2 separate regions of the Hordeum vulgare genome follow, and region 1 is linked to region 2. The links are chromatin contacts, called in public Hi-C maps. All regions are on one chromosome and are shown on one strand. Each heading gives the region's core, a stretch centred on a gene start, on an enhancer-like site or on the middle of the called end of the contact. The rest is flanking DNA. Distances are from core to core; before and after follow the strand shown.

What was found. Hi-C and Micro-C count contacts between places; a contact is called where the count stands out from the background.
Region 1: a contact with region 2 is called in a Hi-C map of leaf, with 2.3 times the contacts expected there. The contact joins the promoter of LOC123409866 here to the enhancer-like site in region 2. A contact is called at or near these places in 2 of 6 Hi-C or Micro-C datasets (leaf and seedling).

Annotation. Positions count from the first base shown.
Region 1 is chr7H:409,452,956-409,459,588 of MorexV3_pseudomolecules_assembly, forward strand. LOC123409866 (protein LOL4-like) reads left to right here and starts at 1,807. Exons shown (of 5, transcript XM_045102735.1): 1 at 1,807-1,960; 2 at 2,311-2,466; 3 at 2,621-2,754; 4 at 3,326-3,394; 5 at 3,507-3,853. The coding sequence starts at 2,313. The coding sequence ends at 3,548.
Region 2 is chr7H:408,900,065-408,906,885 of MorexV3_pseudomolecules_assembly, forward strand. No RefSeq gene overlaps it. Among protein-coding and RNA genes, the nearest start is that of LOC123408702, 300 kb to the left of the region's middle. Within about 2 kb of position 1,662, at least 1 of the 3 cell types and tissues checked has open chromatin away from gene starts, as enhancers often do. A contact at or near this core is called in leaf, where this site is marked.

The sequences.
Region 1 (6,633 bases), core at 557-3,056, 550 kb after region 2:
TGTGTCAAAAAAAGTCATATTTTACATCTAGAGCAAATCCCAAGTAAAAATGGTTTTGCTAAATCATATCTAGAAGTGACATAAGTATTGCAGATCTAAATCCTATATCATTAATCTTACATGAAGATTCGCGTGAATATATGTTTTTATGCTTCATTTAATTATTTAGATATGCAATAACTATTTCACGTTTAGATGTGTCTTGTACACACACAAAATATATAATTGTATCGTAGGCGCGTCCAAGCGGAACTCAAACACAACGGACTCGATTGAAGACCAGGCTAGCACTAGATCCCAGGCTTGCTTGGTTGCTATAGTGATATAGAGTGTCCAACGGTGCCAAAAGCACTATAGTCAACGAAGGATACCCACGCCATGAGTTGCCCCCCCGGCCTGGGGTGTAGCTCCGCTACTGGCGTCGGCGACACCGGTGACAAATCCGCCGCAACCATCTTCGCCTTCTTCTCTCGGGACAAAGCCGCAACGGCCGCTTTGAGCCGTCACCTCGTTGTTTGCTCATGGCTACCATCTTCCTTCCTAGCTTCCAGACGGATAGCTACAACAAGATGAGGGGCTGCAAATCCGGCACGCAATTTGGGTGATGCATCGTGGCGACGACGGCGAGACTAGCGGCAGACATGGACGCAGCCATCGCCCAAGCGGTGTTGGCGGCCGCGGGATCAGAGGAGGCGTCCATGGGACGACGACGGCGGTAGGAGGGGGATGTGGTCAGACGCGTCACGGAAATGATTCGCTCGACAGTTTGGATGCGCACGTGACTCCTCAGGTTTTACAGGAGATTTACTCGAGAGGCAGAAATGATGCAAATTTAAATCACCAAGTGTCCAATTTTACATGCAAACAAACATATGGTTGATGGTTAGAGGGAGAGTGGTATCTCTAGCCCACCAGGGTTCAAATCTTGGTGCTTGCATTAGTTCTACATTTATTTCAGGATTTTCAGCGATAAGCTTTTAGTGGGAGGAGACGTTTCCGGCGCCTACGGTGACTTCGTAAATTTCAAGATGATATGCCGGCTCATTCTTTCGGAGGTGCTCATAGGGATAAGGTGTCCATGTGTGTGTATATAAGGGTAAGTGTATGCGCGTGTATATCAACGCTTGCGTGTGTACTGTGTCAAAAAAAAATCATATTTGACATCTAGAACAAATCTTAAGTACAAAAGAAGATTTTGGTAAATCATATCTAGAGATGACATAAGTATTGTACATCTCGGTCCTATATCATTAATCTTAGATGAAGATTCGTGTGAATATTTTTTATGTTTTATTTAGTCATTTAGATGTGTAATAACTAACGTTTAGATGTGTCCTAGACACATAAAAAATTATAACTGTTTCGTAGGCGCGTCGAAGCGGAACTCAAACGCAGCGGAATCGATTGAAGACCTGGATGGAGCATGGAGCATCGAATCAAACTGATTAATGATAATATAAGCTAAAGGAAACGGAAAGAAAGGAAAACAAGGTAGAGCTAGACGCCGGCGGGAGGGAGGGAGGAATGCACGAATGAATTATTGGCGCGTCGCGTAGGAGTGAGAAAGGAAAGATTCGACGAGATAGGGAGAGAAACGAACCAAAGCAATCTCTCCCTCTCTCGAAGGATGGAATTGAAGGAGGGGCAGAGACAGCAATTCGGCCATATCCGAAAGGCATCCATCCCTTCCACCATCGTCGCCGACCCGGCCCGGCGGTTTCTCGGATTCCGCGAATATATCCTAGCCAGCAAATCCATCACCCCGCCATCCCTCGCCCATAAATTGCACGCCCCGGAGACGTTTCTTGCCACCGTGGAGTTCGCTCAGCTCTCTCTCTCTCTCTCTCTCTCTCTCTCTCATCTCCTTCCTACGTACTTCTTCCACCTCTCCCTCTCTCCGACGCGCCTCTCTCGCGCCCTTCGGAGATCAGTGCAAGCCGCTTGTTGGGTTCTTTGCTTGGTATGTCTCAATGCTGTCAATCCTCCTAGATCGATATGATGCAGGCATGCATGTAGGTGTAGCTAGCTACCATGAAAAACAATATACTTCTCTCTGCAATTTATCTAGCCTTTTGCGGCTCTTTTCTTGATGCATGCATGCATGTATGCATAGTTGCACTGATTGAGCATGCATTGCATATTTACATGGCTACATAGAGTATATATAGTAATAGTACTATGTAGGTTAGGTAGAATCGATGCGTTCGTGTGTGCGCGCGTGTGAGCGTGTGTTTCGCATTCTTATCTTAATTGGTAACGAAATTGACGCGATCGAGCTGCAACGTTAACAACGACGGATGTAATCTGCAGGCATGCCTAGGTGCACCTCGTCGGTCAACCACCAAACGGAGACAGCGACCATGTCGGAGCTCATCTGCAACGGCTGCTTCAGCCTGGTGCTCTACAACCGCGGCGCCGCCAACGTACGCTGCTCCCGGTGCAACATGCTCAACTCCACAAGATCAGGTACTGCTTAATCATTTCTGCAACTCACTCGCACTCACACCAGTCATGTACTCATGTTGCTGTGCTGCAACTGAGCTGCATTCCTCACCTAGCAAATTAAGCTGCTTGTTGCATTGAACTGAACTGACATTGGTCTTCGCATATGGATTGGCAGCGAGCCAGTACGCCCACCTGAAGTGCGGCGGCTGCCGGACGACGCTCATGTACCCGCCGGGGGCCTCCACCGTGGGGTGCGCCACGTGCCATCACGTCAACCCCGTCAGAGCCCAGGGCTCCTCGGCTCCTCCGGTAAGCGCCCGCCTTCTTGCCTAAATCTTTACCATGCCTCCGGTAATCGACGATCTGATCTTTGAAAACTAACTTCTCTTAGAGGCTATATCTATGCATGTCTAGAATGCCATGTGGTATTTTCGAATGCAACGTTGTAGCTAGTAGTCGGCACGGTTTCCCGCACAAAGAATCAGTTTACGGAGAGAGATATTTATGTGGTCCAAAGCTACATGGGGCCAAGCATTGTGCGACGATCACCCTCTCGTGTCTCATCAATATTTCTTGAAAAGATCACCACTATGGTAGGTTCAGGTTGCTCCATGGCTTCGTCATGGAATCAGTTCTCACTTCTCAGATAGGCAAGTACCTGAGAATAATATAGATGATTAGCTACGTACGTACCACAGACTAGCATTCAAATTTTCTGGACCATTCGTGTTATCAAATTCTCTGAAAATTACATGCGTACTGGTGGTCCATTGGAATCGATCATCTGCCAAACAGTCTGAATCTTATTGTCAAAGGTTGATGGCGGCGCCGGCCGGCTTTATTCTCTAGCTCAGCTTTGTTTTGTTCGTGCAACTTGCAGGATGCCCATGCCCGGCCTCAGACAGTTCTCGTGGAGAATCCCAGGACAATGAACGACAAGGGCAAACTGGTAACCACCCTCATCTCTAGCTAACACTCTACCAAAACCATCTATTTTCATCGCTAGTTATGGTAAACAAAATACCTGTGTAATTTACTGAATTTGTCTGCGTCTGATTCAGGTGAGCAATGTGGCGGTTGGTGTCACCTCATGGAAAAGATGACCAAGAAGGAATTCTTGGTTTTATTCCTAAGGGTCTGATTAATGATGCGTGCCCTTGGTGAATCTGTATCATCGTTTTCGTCGTCAGATAAATGTTAAAATCAAGTGTGTTTTTAAGCTTGATATAAACAAGAGAAACGGTAGGAAAAGAGGCAAGGAAAGAGAAGGAGAAAAAGGAAAAAAAAATGGATCTCTGAAATGTGCCATGTTTGTGCTTCTTTCTGAAAATGTAAATATGCTGGCTATGTGCTAGCCTATGATGTGCTCTTAAGAAAAAGGAATGCAAAAAAGCATTATGTCCTGGAATTTTCTCTCTCTCTGTCTCTCTCCTTTTTGTGTTATCCTTTTCGGAAATTTATTTTCGGCCGGCTTACCGATTGACATGCTGAGTCGACTTTGCACTTGGGGCTCTGATTCTTCAGTTGAACCCTGAAACTACTGTGCAGCAAAAAGATGATGACGGAATAATGGATGCCTGCTTCTTTTTGACGGTTCACAGGAAGAAGAGCCAGATGTGTTTATCTTTCCAGCGCCGGCAGTTCAGGTTTTGAACGTTCAAGATAGCCCATGCATAACACTAGGGCTAGGCTTCTACAGTTACAGTACAAACCCTAGTTTTTTTCTTGGGAAATTCTATCTAGAAGCGCCGCACCGTGGACATCTGGTGCGGCGGATTGTGTGTTCTCTTGCATGCATGCATATAATGATGTCATCAGATTCGTTCTAAATGATCAAAATTCAAAAACTTTTATCTCTTAAACCGTTAATTCGATCGATGATCCGTTTTCACCGTTGACTTTGTTTCGACGAAATCTTCAAAACTAGATCCCATGTCGACATGTTTCGACAACTTATTTTTGCTCATAATTAGCACATTTGTTGCACTTACTTGTCATATTAGTAAGTACTTACTTGTCTGATAAAAAATAGCTTAATCGCCAATCTTTTGAAAATTACGTGTAAATATGACATCTTGACGTAATCAAAATGGCAAGCACAAACAACTTTTTTAAGTGATTACACGCAAAAATATGACAACTCAATATATTTAAAACCGATGACCACAAAAAAATCTTTTTTGGTCATCGTTTGTAAATATGACAACTCGGCATAGTTAAACTAGCATCTTGACAATTAAGTTTTTATAAAATTGACAACTATGCAATTTTAAACTACTACTAGTAGTACTAGTACTAACCAGATGCATTTAGCTGGTGAATAAGGTCTGCCAAGACATGTTTTGTGTGAGAAACTTTTTCTACCGATTTTCTGTGTGACGCTTTGTATGCAATGCATATTTTTTTGATGTCATCTGCATATCCTTCTAGCCCACGTTGCTGTATGCTGCAATATGGATACATGCGGCACATGATTCACATCCAGAAAAAAATGGCAATTAAGTTATTTTCTTTTGAACAAGTAAGTGGCTAATAATACGACAAGTAAGTCTAAAAACGTGGCAATTATGGACGGAGAAATAAAGTTCTCGAAACATGTCGACATGTGGCCTAGTTTTGAAGATCTCGTCGCGACAAAGCCAATGATGAAAACGGATTGTCAATTAGATTAACGGTTTTAGAGATAAAACTTTTTAAATTTCAAGTCAATAAAGAGAATCTTGATGACGTCGTTGCATTGCATGCATGCATGGTAGAAAGATGGAATTAACCGCCCCATAAAAAGACTAGCATGCGGCTCCGCTGTGTAATTAAGTCCTTTTTTCTTTGAAGGATGGTACAAACCCTAGTGAATCAGGCCAGTCAAAGCATAAGCTGATTTATTATTTGAAGAACGTCAAAACATAAGCTAATAAGCATGCAGAAGATGGCCCATCCAGAGCCCGTCCCAGCCCAAGGCCTAGAAAAGAAACCACGATTATTTTATATAATAGCCCAGCTGTATATATTTAGTTTCTAACGCTTTCGGAACCTGTAACCCGGCCGTCTTGGCCTTGTCTTATTGAAATGAAATCAGCACTGGTTGTTTTTCGTCATCCAGAATGCAAAATAAGTTATTTTTTATCCAAGTAATCTTACGATCGTTTCATAAATAAATTACATTTGGAATAATAATAGTTATATTAATATTGATTCATTACATAAAATTTGATTTATAAAATTAAAAGTATAGGTCATAAGATTAGAAAAATCGCATTTCATGTATATTTTACATTATGTTTTTATGTTTGTAATTTTACGTGACATAAAATATTTTTTATGGTGACTATATATTTTCTTACGGTCCCTATTTACGTATGAAATAAGAAAAAATAAAAACATAAAATTACGTTGCATTGATGTGAGAATAGAGGGGGTGAAAATAGTTATTCTTCACCCAGAATGACGAATAGTGTAAAATATACTATTCTTCACCCAGGATGCAGAATAAGTTATCCTTCACCCGAGGTAATCTTACGATCGTTTTATAAATAAATTACATTTGAAATGCAAATTGTTACATTTATATTACTACGTAAAGTTTGACATAAGAAAACAAAAATATAGGTCATAAGACAAAAAAAATCGTATTTTATGTATATTTTAACTATGTTTTTGTATTTATAATTTTACATGATATAAAATATTTTTTACGATGACTATATATTTTCTTACTGTCTCTTTTTACATATAAAATACAACAAGATTTATGGAATCTAAAATTATGATGCATTGATATAAAAAAAAGAAAGGGGTGTATGTAGAGTACGCCCGTTTGGGACACCTAGGTGCCTGGGCAACTTATCTCGTAGCTGTTAGATGATGAGTTGATGTATGACGTCGGTGTTGATATAGTAAATCATTAATTAGTTAATGAGTATGGTAAGCATGCGTGCATGCATGACAAATATTTCGTTTTTGTGCACACACACACATAGGTAAAATGTTTGGGGCACCTAGGTGCCTGGGCACATAGCATTTAATAGCTTTCGTGTCATTTCATTAGCATTTACTGATTTGAAAAGAATTAAAACACACATTAATCGATGAAGAGAGAATAAAAAATAAAAGGAAAGAGGTATACGTGTTTATATAGATTTTTTTCAGATCAAGGTATACATGCATGTATGCACAACGTGACTCGTCGGT
Region 2 (6,821 bases), core at 412-2,911:
CTCATTGGCTTTTCATTGATTATTTTATTGGCCACGCATGAAATCACATGATATTATGAAGAGTACCTTGGCGACGTACGTGCGAGTTAGGACGCCTCCCAGTCGGAATGCCTCTAGGATTAAGGCTGATGGCATGGGTCCACACTATCCTTGAAGATTTTCGTTGCAAATATATGACGACTTGACCATAAATGCCATATTTGAGTAAAATGATACATAATTGATGTAAGACACTTGTTATTTAATTTCTATATGTTCAGTGAGCATTAATCTTTGAGATCACTGTGCACGTGCAATCTTTGACTTTGACTTATGAGTCGGGATCCACATAGAACCCCACCACTCTGATGAAAGCCTGCCCGGTAAGCCCAAATAACCGGACAAGCACGAAGAGGCCCGGACAGGGCAACATAATAGCGAAGTGGACGAAAAGATACCTGAAACGCATGAAGTGGCACACACGGGCTGAGGGCAATGACCGACAAACGAGGTGGGCCCGAACGCACCCTCGGACCATGCGTCATTGACCCTTGAAAAAAAGGGCGTAGCATGGGACCTCCGACTCGATCGGATGCCTTTGAGCACGTGAGGCATCCATCAACACAAGCCGCACGAGGACGAGACAGCACGGAGGCCCCGAGGCCCTAAGGAGGGAGTTACTCCAAAATCCTTAAATAAGATTAGCAAAAGAGCCCGTGCGTTGCAACGGAAAAGAAAATAACATACGCTTTGAACGTAATATATTGTTACATGGCATCACATTTATGTTGCCAACGATGGCCTTAGTGCTCACACAACGAAAACGCGTTTGAATGTACAATCACTTGGAATAAGATGAGAAATATGTTGTTTCTCCCTCCACGAAGTTTTCCAAAGGTGTGAATGTGTGGTTAACGATGGTTTTCTTTCCTCTCAATTTGGTTTTAATTTAATAGATGTTTATTGCAATTCGTATCGTCGCCGAAAAGAGAGAAAAAAGGATTGTGCACTATAGATTAAGTTTGCATCAAAAATAATATTTAAGAAGTACTCAATAGCTAAAAATAACATCCTATTTAGATTCTACATATTTTTTAATCAAATTTCATATATAACATGTTAAAATCGAAGTTACGGTTTAAAAGATATGGATAATTTTGTTTTAGATAAAATGTGGATTGATTAACTTAAAAGTCAAGTTTTTTTTTTGTTAAAACGATTTTTTTCTGCTGACTTAAATACGGAGGGCGAGTTAATTACGTGAAACGTTAGGGGGTTTTCTGAAAAAGCAAAAAACGATTTGTTTTCTGACATAAATCCGGACTGCGGGTTGATTACCTGAAACGTCAGGGGGTTTTCTGAAAAATGCAAAAAAGATTCATTTTCTGACTTAAAACAGGACTGCGGGTTGATTTCAGCAAACATCAGGGACTTTTCTGCAAAATATCTACGACGGACGACAGAAACCTTCGATGCTTTATTATTAGGGAGAGATTTGTCTCTCTTGAGGAAAAAAAACATGATGATGATGGCGGCAAGTGTGAACAATTAAATAAAGCACATCTGCCACAAAAATCAACATACGTCACAAAAAAAGGAAGAAAGAAGGCAAGTTTCTGAACTCACGACCTAACACATCCAAAATTATCGATGGAGATGCTCCTGTTCATTAGATATGCATCTTTCGACCCATCTCTATCATTGAAGAATAATCTGAATGTACGCCATACCATATATATGAGGATAAGTTTTGACCGATTTGTTGGTTCCGTCCATCTTTGTGAGTAACCATGGACTGACCTTGAATTCGACACACACCTATAGGTCCATGTGCTAAGATGATTAGACTTGCGCCTGCGTGTACATGCTACGGATACTCAATCTCAAACACCAGACATATTTATTTATTTTTCAATTAGAAAGAGCAGAAGGACACGCACTTTCCACTTCCCTACATCAATCTAGAAGGAAATTGAAGTGGACTGCATTCAAATTTTTCTCTGTTGGCTGTACGAATCAAAATTTTACCATGTTGGCCGCTTGTTCTCAAACATTTAACAGTGGAGATGAGTAAGCATGTTAATTCACGTTCAGTCCGCTCATTAATTGGTTGTGATTAGTAAAACATCTCATTGCATATCGGCCAGTTACTTGATATTTTATTCTGACACAAAGGATTCCCTGTCTCCATTTTATGAATAAAAGGGACAATTAATAGAGCTACCAATCGACCAAACGTATAGGAGTATAACCGTTTTGCACTTTCTTTCTACAAGATGATATGGCGAATATTTGGTTTGAATGTAAAGCGAGCCTTGCCACGTAATAGGCCTCATCCCCTCTCCTTTCCACCGCAGTTTTATTTACTAGTAGTAGCTCCAAGGGATCCCTCTTTCTTCCTTTCTACAACTAGTAGCTTGCTCATTACGTGACCTCTCGTTTTTATATACTCCACACTGATCGAATAATTTGAAAGGAGATATTGATCGAATATTATTGATCCATCGAACGTTACGTGGAAATGGAAAGCGTAACATGAGTCGACACGATTCCGTCGGTCTTTACCTCGCTGATGATTAGATTAAATAGTAAGCACCTGATCACTCATTTCGTGTGTCGAATTGTGATAAGCGGACGCATGCCGGCCACGGGACATTATGTAAAGTTAATTTTTAAAACACGTGACAAACACATGCGTTCACAATATACACACACTTGTCCTATGTATACACGTAAAGAAACCAACTTTATGAACACCTAAAAAAACTGAACCGACGTACTTTTATGATTGAAAAAATCGTCACGAACTTTTTATAGCTAACGGCACATTATATCATTGAAACAATATCGCCCGAAGACTCACACTTTTAGAAATCAGGGCTTTGGTCGAGGTTTGAAATCCAATTAATCGTGGTTCACTCACGAACCGGGACCCAAGCCAGGGCGTCGGCCGGGCCTCGTGGGCCATTGGTCCCAGTTCGTCTGACTCATTTAATCACGGTTCCAGACACGAACCGGGACCAATGGGCCTCGCTCCTGGCCCACAACCATTGGTCCCGGTTTGTGGCTGGAACCGGGACCAAATGGTGTCCTTTAGTCTCGGTTCCAGCCACAAACCGGGATCAATGATTGACCTATATATACCCCCTGCCCGCGAGCAGAGCAGTACACTGCTCTGTTTTTTTGGCCGATCGTGGGAGAGCTTTGTGGTGCTCTAGCTCACCTCCTATGCATATGAGGTGTTCGATGAAATGTCCGAGCCACACTTAAGCTTTCTCTTCTCGAAGCTCCTTGTCGAAGCTCCATTTTTTCCTCAAGATTTGTCTAGGTTTGACGGTCCGTTCTGTCCCGTCCCTGTCCTCACCGCTGTCGATCGCCCGCGCCCATCTCGGCGCCGGCACCACCGTGGTTAGCCTCTTCTTCTTATCTTCTTTCGAAAAGAAAAAAGTTCTTACTTGTATGATTTAGAAAGACACTGGTGTAATTTTCTTACTTTTATTATTGTTTGTTATTATATAGTGCGATGGTTTTGGTATCCGCCTCCGTTGGTCCTTGTCCTGTCTATGATTCAGATGTGGTATATATTATGTATTGTAACTATTTGTTTTATTTAGTGGTTATGACAATTATGCCGACCAATGCGACAAAGATTTTTTAATCAAGGAGGTATGTGAACCGGAAATTCTAACCGACATAGAAATTATTGTCGAGAAGTTAAATTTGGTTAAAAAAGAAAACAATTACTTGAAAGAAAAATTACAAAGAGTTGAAGAGGGGAAGATGAAATTGGAGTTGAATGTTGCTGATGTCGTCGACGATCACAATATCAAGATGGATGCAATGTGCTTGAAGATTAGAAAGATTAGAAAATATGCTATTCATATTGAGGCTTGGTATCATTATGTCGTTGGATCAATTGGTACCTTAGTTGCAGTTATGATCACATTTGTTGTTGCATTTAAATTTTATAGTTTCAATGTATGTTTTAATTAGATGCTCTAGAGAGCTATATGTTGTTCAATAATGAGAACTATTTATGAACGTTATGTATTTATTTTGGTCACTACTATACTTTGGCTTTAATGCGATGATGAATTTCTATTAATTTGGCCACTTCTCTATTCATGATATGTTGTAATGGTTTTTAATACTCTTTATTATATAACGCACGCAGATGAACCGACAATGGATGTACGGTGACCGACGCACCTCCGAGTATATTAAGGGCCTGCATAATTTTCTCAAAGCGGCTGAGGCAAACAAGCAAAATTGTTTTATGCATTGTCCATGTACTGTGTGTGGGAATACGAAGGCTTTCTCCAACTCTAAAACCCTTCACTTCCACCTGCTTGAGAAGGGTTTTATGCCACACTATAATGTTTGGACCAAGCACATAGAAAGAGGAGTTATGATGGAAGACAAAGAAGAAGACGAGGATGATGACAACTACCCGCCCCCTGAATACGGTGATGGTGCAATGGGGAAGCTGAAGATCAAGAGGAGTCAGACGATGTGCCTGATGATGATCTTTGCCGGGTCATTGTTGATGCACAGAGATACTGCGAAAGTGAAAGGGAGAAGTTGAAGTTCGATCGCATGTTAGAGGATCACAAAAAAGGGTTGTACCCAAATTGCGAAGATGACAACAGAAAGCTCGGTACCACACTAGAATTGCTGCAATGGAAGGCAGACAATGGTGTATCTGACAAGGGATTTAGTTCTATACTGAAAATAATGAAGAAGAAGCTTCCAAAGGATAATGAATTTCCCGACAGTACGTACGAATCAAAGAAGGTTCTATTCCCTCTAGGATTGGATGTGCACAAGATACATGCATGCCCTCTTGACTACATCCTCTACCGCGGTGCGTATCAGGATTTGAACGCATGCGCGGTATGTGGTGCATTGCAGTATAAGATCAGAAGAGATAACCCTGGTGATGTTGAGGGCCAGCGCACCGGGAAGAGAGTTCCTGCCAAGGTGATGTGGTATGCTCCTATAATACCATGGTTGAAACTTCTGTTCAGAAACAAAAAGCATGCCGAGTTGATGCAATGGCACATAAAAGACCGTAAGAAAGACGGGAAGTTGAGAGCACCCGCTGACGGGTCATAGTGGAGAAAAATCGAGACAAAGTGGAGCAACTTTACAGGTGACCCAAGGAATGTATGGTTTGGTTTAAGTGCACATGGTGTTAATCCTTTCGGGGAGCAGAGCAGCAAGCATAGCACACGACCTGTGACTCTATGTATGTATAACCTTACTCCTTGGTTGTGCATGAAGTGGAAGTTCATTATGATGCCAGTGCTCATCCAAGACCCTGAGCAACCCGGCAATGACATTGATGTGTACCTAAGGCCATTAGTTGATGATTTTTTATAGTTATGGAATGGAAGAGGTGTACGTGTGTGGGATGAGAACGAACGGGAGGAATTTGTCCTACATGCGTTGCTGTTTGTAATCATCAACGATTGGCCTGCTCTCAATAACCTTTCAGGATAGACAATCAAGGTATACCACGCATGCACACACTGTTTACATGACACCGACAGTATATATTTGGACAAATGCAGAAATAATGTGTACTTGGGGCATCATCAATTTCTTCCGACCAACCATCAATGTCGAAAGAAAGGAAAGCATTTCAAAGGTGAGGCAGATTACCGGAAGAAACCCGCCCTCCGTACTGGTGATCACATACTTGATATGGTCAATGATTTCCAAGTAATCTTTGGAAAGGGTCCCGTCGGACTATCAGTTCCAGCTGACGATGCAGGACGCGCACCCATGTGGAAGAAGAAATCTATATTTTGGGACCTACCCTATTGGAAAGACCTAGAGGTCCGCTCTGCAATCGACGTGATGCATGTGATGAAGAATCTTTGCATGAACATGCTAGGCTTCTTGGGAGTGTATGGGAAGACAAAAGATTCATCGAAGGCACGAGAGGAACATCAACGTGTGCATGAAAAAGACGACATGCATCCAAAGTAGTATGAAGGTCCTGCCAGCTATGCTCTTACCAAAGAAGAGAAGGAAATATTCTTTGAATGCCTCCTTGGTATGAAGGTCCCGTCCGGCTTTTCGTCGAATATAAAGGGAATAATAAATATGGCAGAGAAAAAGTTCCAGAAACTAAAGTCTCATGACTACCATGTGATTATGATGCAACTGTTTCCGGTTGCATTGAGGGGGCTTCTACCGAACAATGTTTGATTATCCATTGTGAAGTTATGTGCATTCCTCAATGCAATCTCTCAAAAGGTGATCGATCCAGAAATCCTGCCGAGGTTAAGGAGTGATTTGGTGCAATGTCTTGTAAGTTTCGAGCTTGTGTTCCCACCATCCTTCTTCAATATCATGACGCACGTCCTAGTTCATCTAGTCGACGAGATAGTCGTTCTGGGCCCTGTATTTCTACACAATATGTTCCCCTTTGAGAAGTTCATGGGAGTCTTATAGAATTATGTTCGTAACCGCGCTAGGCCCGAAGGAAGCATCTCCATTTGCCATCAAACACAGGATGTCATTGGATTTTGTGTTGACTTCATTCCTGACCTTAAGAAGATTGGTCTCCCTCAATCGCGGTATGAGGGGAGACTGACTGGAAAAGGCACGCTACGAGCGGACTCAATAATATGTATGGACGGGCATTATTGCTCTCAAGCACACTACATAGTTCTACTTTGGTAACCCCGTATGTCGATGAACACAAGAATATTCTACGCTCCAAACACCCGGAGCAGTGTGACGACTGGATTACATATGAACACATCAGGACTTTCGGCAGTTGGTTGCAAAAACGTCTCATGGGTGACAACACTGTTTTTAATGAGCTGTAC